Linked DNA regions of Mus musculus: regions 2, 3 and 4 are each linked to region 1. The links are chromatin contacts, called in public HiChIP or PLAC-seq and Micro-C maps. All regions are on one chromosome and are shown on one strand. Each heading gives the region's core, a stretch centred on a gene start, on an enhancer-like site or on the middle of the called end of the contact. The rest is flanking DNA. Distances are from core to core; before and after follow the strand shown.

The links. Hi-C and Micro-C count contacts between places; a contact is called where the count stands out from the background. HiChIP or PLAC-seq counts read pairs in DNA pulled down with a chosen protein or histone mark.
Region 2: a FOXA1 HiChIP or PLAC-seq map of pancreatic cancer cells shows a contact between it and region 1. The contact joins the promoter of Vkorc1 here to the promoter of Zfp768 in region 1. A contact is called at or near these places in 2 of 39 promoter capture datasets (liver and neutrophils) and 1 of 115 datasets of contacts at active chromatin or transcription factors (pancreatic cancer cells).
Region 3: a contact with region 1 is called in a Micro-C map of embryonic stem cells, with 4 times the contacts expected there. The contact joins the promoter of Zfp668 here to the promoter of Zfp768 in region 1. A contact is called at or near these places in 5 of 39 promoter capture datasets (the C10 cell line, cranial neural crest, hematopoietic stem and progenitor cells and 2 more), 5 of 484 Hi-C or Micro-C datasets (embryonic stem cells, natural killer cells and nephron progenitors), 4 of 115 datasets of contacts at active chromatin or transcription factors (bone marrow-derived dendritic cells, embryonic stem cells, extraembryonic endoderm stem cells and 1 more) and 1 of 9 other capture datasets (liver).
Region 4: an H3K27ac HiChIP or PLAC-seq map of thymic regulatory T cells shows a contact between it and region 1, with 6 times the contacts expected there. The contact joins the promoter of Aldoa here to the promoter of Zfp768 in region 1. A contact is called at or near these places in 3 of 39 promoter capture datasets (embryonic stem cells, liver and pre-B cells), 1 of 484 Hi-C or Micro-C datasets (embryonic stem cells), 6 of 115 datasets of contacts at active chromatin or transcription factors (the 230-238 cell line, bone marrow-derived macrophages, double positive thymocytes and 3 more) and 2 of 9 other capture datasets (adipose tissue and liver).

What each region holds. Positions count from the first base shown.
Region 1 is chr7:127,342,943-127,346,568 of GRCm38.p6, reverse strand. It overlaps Zfp768 (zinc finger protein 768), which reads left to right and starts at 1,255. Exons shown (of 2, transcript NM_146202.1): 1 at 1,255-1,420; 2 at 1,694-3,626. The coding sequence starts at 1,333. The coding sequence ends at 3,312.
Region 2 is chr7:127,894,249-127,897,554 of GRCm38.p6, reverse strand. It overlaps Vkorc1 (vitamin K epoxide reductase complex, subunit 1), which reads left to right and starts at 1,938. Exons shown (of 3, transcript NM_178600.2): 1 at 1,938-2,146; 2 at 2,941-3,050. The coding sequence starts at 1,974.
Region 3 is chr7:127,874,363-127,878,201 of GRCm38.p6, reverse strand. Zfp668 (zinc finger protein 668) reads left to right here and starts at 1,366. Exons shown (of 3, transcript NM_146259.4): 1 at 1,366-2,155. It overlaps Zfp646 (zinc finger protein 646), which reads right to left and starts at 501. Exons shown (of 3, transcript NM_172749.4): 1 at 95-501.
Region 4 is chr7:126,797,303-126,800,835 of GRCm38.p6, reverse strand. Aldoa (aldolase A, fructose-bisphosphate) reads left to right here and starts at 1,582. Exons shown (of 9, transcript NM_007438.4): 1 at 1,582-1,791; 2 at 3,060-3,192; 3 at 3,288-3,499. The coding sequence starts at 3,081.

The DNA.
Region 1 (3,626 bases), core at 6-2,505:
GAAAATCAAGAAACGAGGAATCAAACACAAGATTTGGAAAGGGAAGAAATTAAAGGTCGTCCTATGTTAGTATCTCTGGAGTGGCCCCTCAGCACCTGTAAAACCTGAGAGCAGAAGAAACGAGAAGGGAGAAAAGCAGAGGAGGAAGGGTGTCTACCCTAAGAGCCCTAGGCTTCCATTCTTCCTAATACAGGACAAACGGCTCAGGGGAAAGTTTACAAAGCGCAGGCCGAGCTCGCGAGGAGACGCCCGGCGCCTCCCTCTCTCACTCCCGCAGGCATTCCGGGCATCCTGTTAGAATGGCCTGAACGCCCTCTGCTCTACACGGCCCGGACCCACGGTGACCCCGGGACCACGGTGAAGCAGAGACAGCCGGCCCCAACAACCAATCCTGGGAGGAGTGGGCGGTGCCTCGCGGCGCGGAGGCGGAGCTGTTTCTCTGGCAACGAGCCCGCATCGCGGAGGGGGAGGGGAGGGCGAGGGAGGGGGGAGTGGGCGCGGGTGTCACTGTCGTAGCTCGGCGGGCTAGCAGGCTCTGGGCTCCAGAGCCTGGTTGTGCGGTCAAACGGGCGTCCGTCCGCGTTCCCGGTGCCAGTCCGAGTGCCCCGAGGCTGAGGCGAGGAGCTAGCCGCCTCCCCCGCTGGCGCCGGGAAGCGTCGCTCCTTCTCGCTGACCTTGGTCTCACTTGCCGCTTCGCCCTTGGCCACACTCAGTAGCCAGCACATGGTCGGAGAAACCTGCAGACAGGTCCCCGGTTAGGCCGAGACCCGCGATACAGACACACAAACTGCTGTTGCCCTTCCCGCCGGCTCCGGGGCGTCGGGTCGCCCCCACCCCCCGAGGCCCGGGAGATCCAGTCCAGGGTTAATGCCAACGAGTTTCCACCTCCAGCCGCTCCTAGAGAGGCCGCGGCGCGAGCCAGCGGGGGGAACTGGCCAGGGACGGACACTTCCTGTGCGGGGGGAGGGGGCAGGGGCGCAGTAGCCCGGCCGGGGCTAGGGGCCGAGACTAGAGGGTCTCGGGCTGGGAGTTGTGGCTGGGGGACGGCCGGAGGAGTCGCCTCGCCCCTCACCTCCGAGGCCACGACGCGCGGGGGCCGGTGAGGGCCACGAGACAATCGGGGACCTTGGGAGGGGGGCGGGGCAGCGGACAGGGGCGGGGCCGGAGAGGCCCAGGGTCAAGACGTCCGGCCTTCGCGGCCGAAGCCAGGCCGCCCGGTCTCCTCGGAGGCTCTGAACGCGCGGGTGGCGAGGGCTCGGGGCTCCAGGCACTCGAACTGGGTCGTAGGATCGTCCGCCATCGCCACCGCCGCCGCACTGGGAACTGGCAGGGATGGAGCGGGAGGCGTCGTCGTGGGGCCTGGAGTCCCGGGATGTGCACAGTCCCAACGCAGTGGGCAGCCCCGAAGGGTCTCTCAAAGGTGAGGGAAGGACCGCGCCTCTTAGGAGTGTGCCAGAAAACTGGGCTGTGGCCTGCGGGAGGGAAATAAGGCCGGAATCTTAAACACTTGGAAGTGGGGTGGAGGGTGGAGACTGAGTGCCCCGGGTCTTTAGAGGGGAGGTGGTACATTTTGTCACCTCACTTGTAGGGGCCAATGACCCTGCTTGGGGAGTGGGAAGAGAATTTTGGGACAATTAATGGACCCAATGACCTTCCAGACCCCCATTCAATCTGGATTTTCTGTAATTCTCAGATCCTGCAGGCAACACAAGTGAGAATGAAGAAGGGGAAATTTCTCAGCGAGAAGGCAATGGGGACTATGAAGTTGAAGAAATACCTTTTGGGCTTGAACCCCAAAGCCCAGAGTTTGAGCCACAAAGCCCAGAATTTGAATCCCAGAGCCCCAGGTTTGAGCCTGAAAGCCCAGGGTTTGAATCCCGAAGCCCTGGGTTTGTGCCCCCAAGCCCTGAGTTTGCACCCAGAAGTCCTGAATCAGATCCTCAGAGCCCGGAGTTTGAATCCCAGAGTCCTAAGTATGAGCCCCGAAGCCCTGGCTGCCATCCCAGGAGCCCTGGCTGTGAACCTGGGAGTCCTAGGTATGAACCCAAAAGCCCTGGGTACGGTTCAAAGAGCCCCGAATTTGAATCTCAAAGTCCAGGGTATGAATCTCAGAGCCCCGGGTATGAACCGCAGAACTCTGGAGATGGCGTTCAGAATTCTGAGTTCAAAACCCATAGCCCTGAGTTTGAAACTCAAAGTTCCAAATTCCAGGAAGGTGCAGAGATGCCTCTGAGCCCCGAGGAAAAGAATCCCTTGAGCATCTCCCTAGGAGTCCACCCCCTGGATTCCTTTACTCAAGGGTTTGGGGAGCAGCCCACAGGAGCGCTGCCTCCATTTGACATGCCTTCGGGGGCTCTGCTGGCTGCACCCCAGTTTGAGATGCTCCAGAATCCACTGAATCTGACAGGAACCCTGCGTGGGCCAGGCCGTAGGGGTGGCCGGGCCAGGGGTGGGCAAGGCCCTCGACCTAACATCTGTGGCATCTGCGGGAAGAGCTTTGGACGAGGCTCGACCCTGATCCAGCACCAGCGCATCCATACCGGCGAGAAGCCTTACAAATGTGAGGTTTGCAGCAAGGCCTTTTCCCAGAGCTCTGACCTCATCAAACACCAGCGCACGCATACAGGCGAGCGGCCCTACAAGTGTCCCAGGTGCGGCAAGGCCTTCGCTGATAGCTCTTACCTACTCCGCCACCAGCGTACCCACTCTGGCCAGAAGCCCTACAAATGTCCACACTGTGGGAAGGCCTTTGGCGACAGCTCCTACCTCCTGCGACACCAGCGCACCCACAGCCACGAGAGGCCCTACAGCTGCCCCGAGTGTGGCAAGTGCTATAGCCAGAACTCGTCCCTGCGCAGTCACCAAAGGGTGCACACTGGGCAACGGCCTTTCAGCTGTGGCATCTGTGGCAAAAGCTTCTCCCAACGGTCAGCACTTATCCCCCACGCCCGCAGCCACGCCCGTGAAAAGCCCTTCAAGTGCCCAGAGTGCGGCAAGCGCTTCGGCCAGAGCTCAGTTCTGGCCATCCATGCCCGCACCCACCTGCCAGGCCGCACGTACAGCTGCCCCGATTGTGGCAAGACCTTCAACCGCTCCTCTACACTCATTCAGCACCAGCGTTCCCACACAGGCGAGAGGCCGTACCGCTGCGCTGTGTGTGGCAAGGGCTTCTGTCGCTCCTCCACGCTGCTACAGCACCATCGCGTGCATAGTGGGGAGCGACCTTATAAGTGTGATGACTGTGGAAAGGCCTTCTCGCAGAGCTCCGACCTCATCCGCCACCAGCGGACCCACGCAGCCGGCCGCCGTTAACCAGTCACGGGTGGGGAGGTGGTGTGCAGAAGAGATGGGGTCAAGGAATTTATGGATAGAGGAAAAGCTGGTGGAGAATAGAAGGACGAAATATTCTAGAAGATGGGTCAGGGTGCAGGAAGTCACATGCCCTCAAGAAGTATGAGAGTTGGGCTATGGAGGGGTTGGAGGGAGGCCAGACAGGCACCAGGAGCAAGTCTGCCTCAGCAGCAGTGAGCTCTTTATCTGGGAGGCCCTGTTCTGGCAAAGTACTAGATGGGGAGGGGGGAGGGCAAGGGAGTGTCAGTTAGAGTAGGGTAGCTTAGATTGGTAGC
Region 2 (3,306 bases), core at 689-3,188, 550 kb before region 1:
CTTTCATGTGCTTGCTTTAGCAGAACATCCTCTCTCCTGTGTCTGCTTCAGTGAAATGTTTCTTCACGTTTGTGACAGCAAAACACCGTCCAACACAACTGACTCTCCAAAGAACCCATAAGTTTCTACTTCATGACTCTCATCAAAAGAAGCAATACAGAGAAGAAGGGAGGAAGCGAAGAGACAGAGTGGGGCTGAGGCTCCTCAGCTCAGCTGGGGATGTCATTTCCTGGGAGCTGCAATGCCTCTGCTGAGGATGCTTCCTCTCAGAGCTGTGTGGCTCTTGGGCCCCCATGTCTCAGGATGCCCTCCCATTGGAATACCTTCTCTCCTCAGCTGTGTCGTTCCTGGGCTTCCGAGTCCCAGGATACCTTCCCATCTGAGCAGGAACACTTACAGTATCCACCACACTCTCTGACGTAAAAGAAGTAGACCCGAGAAGGAGAAGCCATGGAGAGAGGGCAGCCATCAAGGAAGAAAGAGTTCCTTAAAGCAGTAACTAATATCACTTGGAAGTCAAACTTTTTGACTCTAAAAATAAACATTAGACTCAATGTTCAAGTCATGCTTGCAACTAGGTGTCAAGGACATGCTCAAGGGCAGCTAGTTTGTCATGTGAGCATCAGTAAGACGTAAGGAAGACTGGGAATGTAAAATCTTCCCAAAACTTGGCTGTGAAGGGATTAGATTAAAGACAACTGGAGAGGGAGCTGGTGAAGAAACTCCAGGCAAATGGGAAGGGTGGAAAGGCAGACAGTACAGAACTGACAGGTCCTCAGTGGGGAGGGGGGGATATTTGTAAAGGGGAGATAATATAAGAGGGATTGTTGGGTTGATCCAGGCTCAGGTTTTGCCAAGAGTGCGCCACAGTGGTACAGAGGTCTGGGAAATCACAGGAAAGTATGGCCTAGATAAAGGAATTTATTGTGAGAGGGAGGGTGCCTCTGCCCACAAGGGGCGCTAGTGAGACACGAGGGATGGCTGGCGGTGATCTTGAAAGACAGGTTGTAGACAAATGGTATCTGAAATAATTTCGGGGAAAATGCTTCCAGAGTCGTATCCCTGCTTTCGCGGAATTCCATTCGTCTATTGACCCGTAGGTTCTAGACATACCAGATGCATAGACAGAACTTGTCATAAAAAATGTGCTAAGCCGGGCGTGGTGGCGCATGCCTTTAATCCCAGCACTCGGGAGGCAGAGGCAGGAGGATTTCTGAGTTCGAGGCCAACCTGGTCTTCTACAGAGTGAGTTCCAGGACAACCAGGGCTACACAGAGAAACCCTGTCTCACCTCCCCCCCCCCCCCAAATGAGCTAAACGGGAGATGGTTTAGCAGTTAAGAGCACTGACTGAACTTCCAGAGGTCCTTGAGTTCAATTCTCAGCAACCACACACGGTGGCTCACAATCATATGTAACCGGACCCAATGCCCTCTTCTGGTGTGTCTGAAGATAGCGACAGTGTGTTTGTGTTTGTGTGTGTGTGTGTGTGTGTGTGTGTTACCGTCCTGTTAATAGTAGCTTTACAGAGCCGGGCATGGTGGCACACGCCTTTAAATCCCAGCACTTGGGAGGCAGAGGCAGGCAGATTTCTGAGTTAGAGGCCAACCTGGTCTACAGAGTGAGTTCCAGGACAGCCAGGGCTGCACAGAGAAACCCTGTCCTTGAAAAACCAAACAAAACAAAACAAAGTAGCTTTACAGCACTACATACTCAAATTTCCCTTAATGTCTTGCAGCCTCTCCAACTACAATTCCCATCATGCCCGGCAGCTGCGTTATCAATGATTACCCACATTCCTAAATCCTGTTTACCAGCCCAGCATTCCTAGCTGTCATGCCTAAGAATAACCAATTGAATTGGAGAACGCCAGCGGAGGCCGACCAATCTTCCGGTAGGAGGGGCGTGGTGACAGCAGGCCCCGCCCTGCCCCGTGGCGATTCTTCCCTCCTGTCCCTGGGCTGTACTGTCGACATGGGCACCACCTGGAGGAGCCCTGGACTCGTGCGGCTTGCACTGTGCCTCGCTGGCTTAGCCCTCTCACTGTACGCACTGCACGTGAAGGCGGCGCGCGCCCGCGATGAAAATTACCGCGCGCTCTGCGATGTGGGCACGGCCATCAGCTGTTCCCGCGTCTTCTCCTCTCGGTGCGTGCAGACATGGAAAGCATGGGGCTCTTGAAGGCCAGGTTACCAGATAATTTTGGAGTCTGGGGTCGCAGTGTCCACAGAAAGGACACTTTGAGAGCGGCCTGGCTCCATGGGTTTTGGTGGGTAATCGGACGTGCACACTGGACCTCACAGAGATACTGGTGCTTGAACGCTTTCTGAGGATACTGTAAATACCAATGATGGGAAGACTGGAGGAGGCAGGGCAGTATATTGCATAGAGACTGAGGAAACTTGAGATGATACAAAGCGGGAGGAGGGGGTGGACTATTGGCTGTGCTGAGGGGACAAAGTGGCTCACTCTGTCCGGGTTGGAGGACCAAATGTTAGTGGGTGGTGAGGGAACTGTAGCTTTGTAGGCCCAAGCAAATAGATTTCCCAGTTGTGATCACCGTAAAGCGAAATCAAGCTGGGAAAAACTTTTAACCTTTCATTTATTTGTTTGTGAGGTGGCACATGCATGCCACTACATGCATGTGGAAGTCAAGAGAATAACGTTCGGGAGTTGAGTCTCTCCTTCTTTGTGGGCTGCGGGGGGATTCGATCCAGTTGACAGGCCTGGCAGCTGATACTTGTTTTTCCTGAGCCATCTCACCAACTCCTGAAAAATTATTGATAGTCTGTGATGACAGGCCACTAAGAGCCCCAGGACATGCCAGGTCAATGCCCTTTGGACTCTTAGTAGGTGGAGCTTCTTGCTAATCACTGTTCTACAAAAAAGCTCAAGAGGCACTTGGCCTACCCCACTTACCTGCTTCTTTCACTTCCACCAGGTGGGGCCGGGGCTTTGGGCTGGTGGAGCACATGCTAGGAGCGGACAGCGTCCTCAACCAATCCAACAGCATATTTGGTTGCCTGTTCTACACCTTACAGCTGTTGTTAGGTGAGTGAGTGGCTTTGCCCCTTCATGACCTGTCTTCTGAAATCCAGAGCAGCCCCACCTCGTGTCGTGTCGTGTCGGTGACCCAGACAATTGACACCCAGCTGCTAATTACTGAGCAATCTCATCACAAGGAGTCAAGAAAGCAGAACACTTAGCAGGAGGCTTATCCTACTTGGTTTAGGTAGCCAGAGGCTGAGGGCCCTCAAAGATTTCTCACAATCTCAGTTTTATGGCAAAGAATCAACTTCTTTCTTTT
Region 3 (3,839 bases), core at 117-2,616, 530 kb before region 1:
TTTTGAGATATGGTCTCAGCTCACTGTAAAGTTCAAGCTGCTCTGGGATTCCCTCAGTCGCCCAAACTAGTTTCACACTTATGAATTTTCCTACCTCAGACTCCTGAGAGTTGAGATTGAAGGAGACAGCCACGACTGTTGGGCAGGCCTTACACAGACGTGCAACCTTTCTTTCTTCACTCTTCAGCTAAACCGAGTGGTCTGAAAAGAATGGCAGAGCAGCTGCTTTCTTCAGTGGTCACCTATGTGTTGTAGAAGGTAGAGGCCCTCTTAGGGACGAACCTGGCTTCAGTGGTCACCTATGTGTTGTAGAAGGTAGAGGCCCTCTTAGGGATGAACCTGGCCTTTTCAGCATCACACTGTTTCCCTGTTAGGCGTTAGTTTTACTTCCTTTAAGTACATTTAATCCCATTCCATTTCAGGTTGAAAGTTCATTTTATTCTCTGCCTTTTCTATCCCCTACCTACCTTACCTTGCTGTCTCCAACACTTTTCATTCCCTCTTCTACTTTTTCTCTAAATTATGATAGCAACTCAGGCTGGACAGTACCATGGGCCAAGCACTGCTGTTACACAAGTGTATTTGGGGTGGGTGGGTGGCATTTCAGACAGGGTCTTACTATGTAGCCCTCGCTTCCCAAACTGGGACTAGAATCATGCGACACTATGATAAGCTTGTAAGTACATTTACACCACTAAATCCAAAGCCGTGTTACCTCGTTTTTTTACATAAACTCACTTCAAGAGGCAACCTTCATTCCAAAACCAGCAGCAGCTATTCATTTCTGCCACATCATCTGGCCTTTCTCCGGGGCTGACTAGTCTCCTGGGACCCTAGCACAACTATTTCTAATCTCACCAGCTGAGCCTGGTCCCAGAATTCTCACTTCTCAAAACTCCTTCACTCGAGTCCCCTTTTCCTAACCAACCACCATCACATTCCTGTAGAGTCACTCGTCTTTTCTGCCAATTTCTTCTCTAGATCCCTACCTCGCACCAGGAGTGCCTTCTGGTTCCCGCCGCCGGCGCGTCCGTTGGAGGTCGTGAACGGGAGCGCGCCTGCGCACTGGGACCCTTACCCTAACTGCAGCCGCGAGCCATAAGTGGTGGCTGGTGCGAGAGTTCTCGAGCCCATACACACGCACACTCAGCCAGGGTACCCGGGAGTGGTAGCTGAGGGAAAGGTGCGGGAGAGAGGAGGAGGTAGAGGGAGCAGGGACAGCTGGTATGAACCCAGAGTCTAGCCCAGTTCCGCGGACACTTCCTATTGTTACCAGGAACCAGGAAGTGTCCTAGATGCTAATGCTTCCCCGCGAAACTTCCGCCTGGGAACACTTCCTGTCCCTCCCGCGGGCAGTGTTTCCGCACGGACACGCTTCCGGCGCTAGGTTCCGGGTGGGCCCGACTGTTTGTTTTCTTTTTGTTGTTTTGAGACTGGGTCTAACTCTGCAGCCCGGGCCGGCCTCGAGCTCGGAGCAATCCTCCTGCCTCAATTTCCAGAATGCTGGAGCTCCCAGGCAGCGTGAGCCCCCACGCTCCGCTGCGGGCGCAGCTCTGGCTCCGCCCACGCAGGTCGGCGCGGCGTTCGGATGGATTTAAGCCACACTTCCGTCCAGAGCTGCTGAAACCCTTCGCGTGCTTATTCGGGCAGTACGGTCACAGGAAAGACCCTGCAGCCCCGGCTACGGCGCTTTGGTGACACTTTTCACGAGGTTCCATAAAAGCTTCTTCCCAGGGCTGGCGTGGAGGGATCCTCGCTGAGTCCTTTCCTCGCTGTTAGAGGAAATGTGGACTCGACGTGGACGCGGGCACCACAAAGCCCGAGCGCCCTCTCCGCATCGTCCCACCTCCTAGCTCCTGCAGACGCTTCCGGCGACTTGGCGGGTGTCCGCCGTCAATCAGCCCGGCGTGCCAGCCCCTCAGCACCCAGAAACCCTTCGCAAGATACTTCTCTGCTTCCGCAGGCTCGGGGCTGCTTCCCTAAGTTTTTCCTTCCTCCCGAGCAAGGAAGGCGGCCTTCCACTTCCGCCGTCTGCCCGGCGGCCCCTCCCCGCCCTCCCTCCGGGTCCTAGCGCCTGCCCCTCTCCGACTGTCCCGAGCTCCGTCGGCGCCAGGCACCGCCGCCAAAGCTGCGGAGCCTGCGAAAACCGATCCAGGTAGGACACGCCGGCGGGAAGTCGCGGGGGCTCGGGCAGCGGCCCCCGACGCGGTTTGGGGTGCTCCCGGCTTCACGTGTGCTGCCGAGCGGACGGAGTTGACCAGGCGCGAGCATCCCGGGCGGGGCGAGCCGTGAGCGGCCTCGGGCGGGCTGCGGGCCCAGCAGGTCCTAGAACCCGCCCGGTGCCCGCCGGTCAGTGCTTTGGATGCCCAGGCTCAGCGGACGCGACTGCCGGCCCTGCTCGGCGCGGACCCGGGGGTCCTAGAGTCCGCCATGTTCCGGGCTTTTGTCTGAGTGGCGAGGGCCTCGTCGCCGAGTCCTTGGCGGCTGCGCCCCCCCTCCCAGTCCGAGGTTCTGCCCGCCCCTCCCGCGGTCCTAAAGAACGCCATTTTGCAGGTCTTTGTCCTGCTCTGAATCCTCCGTCCATTCATTTCTTCATGCCTTCCTTCTTCATTCATTCTGCCCTGTTCCGCTCGCCGAAGCTACGTTATCCTAGGGTTTAGTCCCAAATGAGTCAGCATACAGCCCCGCTCTGCGGGGGCTGCCTGTCTGGCGAGGACACCCGCACAAACACGGTTGCAGAGAGCGAGGAGCGCTGGGTTTCTGCAGGTCTTGTCCCTCCTCAGAGAGTCTGGTAGGCCCTACTGCCCTGCAAACTCCCGTATGCTGTTCCACTATTCCACTGAAGAAATTGAGTCCCCGAGCGCGATGCATCCCTCATCTTACAGCTCGTTATTATTTTTGTGGGGAATGGAGTATTGGAAGCATGCAAGTATCTTCCCATGGGAGAAGGAAAAGGAGGGACAAAGGGAATTGCATATGGAGGTGGTAAAGTTTGTGAATTGTTGATGGAGCTTTGGTTGCTGACCAGAGTGGACGCTGCTACAGAATCTGAGGGTGGAAAAATGGGATCATGTGAGCTGACTGGTTGTTAGGCCTAGGATATCATTAAACATTCACCACAACACAGTTTCATCAAAAGGCTCAAGGTTTGGGAGGCTTATATGTTGACCTATTTGAGGATTATATCTAGATGCCTCTTTTTTTTTTTTTTTTTTTTTTTTTTTTTTTTTTACCACACCTGCGCTGCTCCCTCAAACCCAGCTTTGGGGACACTGAGTCTCATTAACGTGTGAGAAATTAAAATGTCATCTCTCTTACTGGGTTTCATCACAACAGTAAACAAATTGGAGTACTAGGGTGATACTTGAACCATGTGACCTTGTAAAAAACGGGGCATTTAAGTTAATAAATAGTTGGTGACTGACTCTCACAAACTCCTACAGTGGAAGAGGCAGAGGCTATAGACCTGGGTGTGAATTCCACCAGAAGTTTGCTCTCAGTCACCAAACAGTTTTGGAGTAACAGGTGCGTAGAACAAAGTTCCCTGGACCCGATTGCTGGAGGTGAAAAATTAAGAACCAAATAATAACATATGCTAGTGCTACAATAGTCAAGGGGACAGATGGCAGAAATGTCCATATCTGACTACTTGGCTTCAAATACCAGCTAAGTCTGTGGTAATTGCCTGGCTTTTCTGTGTTATCTCTTATATCTCGTGTGTTTTTGTAGCACATGTGTGGAGGTCAGAGAACAACTTACTGGAATTGGTTCTGTCTTTCCATCATGTGGGTCCTGAGGATACAACTCAGCCTCGACAGAAAACGCCTTTACCTACTGGG
Region 4 (3,533 bases), core at 333-2,832, 550 kb after region 1:
AGGGCCCCCTCTATGATCCTCAGGACATCATTACTGGAGCTACTGCACTGGAGCTATGGATGGCAGGCCCAGCCTAATTACCTGGGAACCTTGAGTTCTCTGAAAGGCAGGATTCTGAGAGCCCTTGGACCGCTGAAAAGGGCCTGATGCTCTGGCCAGTGCCCCTGCCTTTCTTCCTCTCCCTTCCCTGATAAACTATTGTATGTGAGGGTGAGGATGCAGGACATTGCTCACCCAGGCAACAGTGTGGGAGGTTTCTGCCAACCTGGACTATCAGGATAAAGGGATGGCCAGCCACACCCTGCCTTTAGACTCCTGGTTATTTTAAGAGGTGAGTATCCTGCCTGCATCTGCTCTCCTTTGGAAAAAAAAAAAAAGTACAACCACCAGCAGGCACCAGAGTCAAGGGAGGAGGGAACCAGAGGAGGCAGTGGGAGGCAATATCTAGATGTTTTCCCTTCTTGTTCTGCCTTACAGATCCTGGACCTGAGACTGATTTCTTGACTAATTTCACTGTATTTCCAAGGAAGAGGTTCCTCTAAAGACCGGTGAGTGAGCAGTGGCACCTCCTCCTCTCAAGGCAAACCAAAGCTGCCTCTTCTTCACCCCCCACGCAGGGATGAATGTCAGGAGCCTCAGGTTTCCCTAAATATAGGTCCCGGCCGCGGGATTCGTGGTGGGGAAAGGGCAGGGGTTACCGAGAAGGTCTGGGACACTGGTGCGGGGGTGTGTAGGGGAGGGGTGGGGAGTAGGAGCTGCCTTAAAACCCAGCCCTGGACTGCCGGGCTCACTCTCTGCTGACCGGGCTCTGCGGCTTCTGTCACTGCGCCACAGGTGGGCCGCTATCCGGATTGCAGGATGGGAATGGGGGTTGCGGATTGGGACCTGAGGAAACTGAGTGCTCTGAGAGTTACAGGGTGACAAGAGAGCTCCGAGACGGATTTTTTTATTTTGGAGAAGGAAATCAGGTTCGGGAAAGACCTGTCTGGCTTGGGCCAGTCCTTGTCGGTCATTTCCTCAAACTGGGTGTGTTTAGCTCGCGGGTGGTGCCTCCCGCCAATCTGCTAGGCAACGCCAGGCCTGGATACGCCACTCAGTTCCGATGTGGCCGGCACACTAGTTCTGGGAGGTTTTGCCTGCGTACCATGTCAGCTGCGCCGTGCTCTGGCCAGGGAGAGATGGAACGCGCCCTGCATTTTAGTCAAGCGACGAAGCAGGCAGGCAGGGAGGCTCCGAAGCTCTGCGTTCTTAGCAGTGACGTCAGGCTGCAACTACACAGCCGGAAGCCAGGGGTCTTGGAGGAGAGGCCAGCCACCATCTCACTCTGACCCCCTCCCTACTCTTCGCCAACCCACATTCCGGCTGAGTCACGATGTTCGCGCGCGCGCCAGGCAGGGGTTGGGGGGGGGGGTGTTGGGGGGGGGGGCCTGGTGACCTGCGGGATGTGGCTCGAGTCACGTCCTAGCGGGGCGGAGGAGGGATCGTGTTCTAGCCGCTTGTCTCCTCCCCAGTGCCGCCTCCTATCGGAGCATCTTGGGGCGGTGCTGCGCACAGTGCCCACCTTCAATTGGACGGTTCCCGTCCCTGCAAGGGAAAAAACCTGCAGAGGGCGGAGCGGCGCCTTTAAATGTCCGGGGCCCCGCCTCCCGTCCCCCCCAACCCAGCTGAATAGGCTGCGTTCTCTTGGAACGCGCAGCAGAACGAGGTTCTGGTGACCCTAGCCGCGTTCGCTCCTTAGTCCTTTCGCCTACCCACCGGCGTACCAGGCAGACCCACCCCGTCCTGTGCCAGGTGAGCGCCATTTGACACGTGCTCGGGGAAGGGTCTATGGGGTTAGGATCTTGGGCCGGTGGCGGGCAGTGCAGAGCCGTCTTCCCCACGGCCCCTCACTTCTCCTTTTTCTACCCCCACGCTTGCCCCCAGCCCGGGTTCTCCGGCCTGCGCCCTGGCGGTTCGCTGCGCCACGCAGCAACTCAGCGCGCTGAGTCATGCCGGGGGAGGAAGCAAGATGAGGTGGAAAAACAGACCCCTCTTTATTTTTGCAAAAACTCTCCGCTATGCAAAGCATCAGGGTCCCATTTCCTATTCAAGAGATCTCAAGAAGCGATGGGGAGACGGGGGCGATCGGCTCTTACACCGTCTCAGGATTTACGCGATGGGGTGGAGGAAATTGGTTTCCTTTCGGGGGAGCCCCAGGAGAGAAGGCTAAACTCCTCAGCTGCAGTACTCTGTTGCCCATTAACACTTTACTATCTTTCCTTATCTGTGACCTTGATTCTGAGTCTGGAACCGCTGTAGCGTAGAAGTGCACGTGCCTCGTACATCCTTTCCCTCCCCTTCTAACAGTATGGAGGCAAAGGTTTCGTTCTACCTGGGCTCCATAGCCCCTTTTCTGTGCTTCTGATGGCCCTGTGTTTTTCCTAATAATTAATCCTTTTCCTCGAGCTCCTCCCCCGCAACCATCACGAAGAGAGAAGCCTGACCTTGGGGTGTCCTTGAAGCCTGGGCCGGCCCTGGGTGGATTAGAAGGGGCCCCCCCACCTCAGTCGGGAAATCTTGGTTCTCTCTTAACTCTCGCCTTTGGGTTGCTATGTGGCTTTGAGCACAGATCATTTCTTTCTTGGGCTCTTTCAGATGAGGGTATTAGGCTCTCTGCCCTATTCGTGATCCTTAAATTCTAAAATATTCCCGGTTCAATTTTGTTTCTAGGCAAGGTGACCCATGGCAACGCGCAGGCCAGATGGGTCCAGCTTCAACATGACCCGCCTGTCCCTGGCTCTGGCTTTTTCCTTTCCCCCAGTTGCCAGTGAGCAACCCCACTCTGAGCTGGGCAACACCCAGCAACAGACAGAGTTAGGAAAGGTACAGGAAGAGGCAGGTCTAGTATAGGGAAGTCGGGAGTAGGGGAGAGCTCTGGGACAGGAAGTATCCCAGGACCCTCAGGGAGTGGGGCAGGGGAGGTGGGGGCTAGTGCCCTGGCCTCCAGGGAAGCTTTGTTACCGGGGAGACCATGGGATGGTCCAACTAAGCGCTGGTCTCTGTCTGCCTCCCTCACCCAGGAAAGCACTGCCACCGGCACCATGCCCCACCCATACCCAGCACTGACCCCGGAGCAGAAGAAGGAGCTGTCTGACATCGCTCACCGCATTGTGGCTCCGGGCAAGGGCATCCTGGCTGCAGATGAGTCCACCGGTGCGGTACAGGCAGAAGAAAGGGGGAGGAGGGACCCAAGGTTGGAGCTAGCAGGCTGATCCCCTTATCTCCCCACATGACCCTCCTCCCTTCAGGAAGCATTGCCAAGCGCCTGCAGTCCATTGGCACCGAGAACACCGAGGAGAACAGGCGCTTCTACCGCCAGCTGCTGCTGACTGCAGACGACCGTGTGAATCCCTGCATTGGGGGGGTGATCCTCTTCCACGAGACACTGTACCAGAAGGCAGATGATGGACGTCCCTTCCCCCAAGTTATCAAGTCCAAGGGTGGTGTTGTGGGCATTAAGGTAAGAGGGCAGACTCTGGGGGGGGGGTAAGATT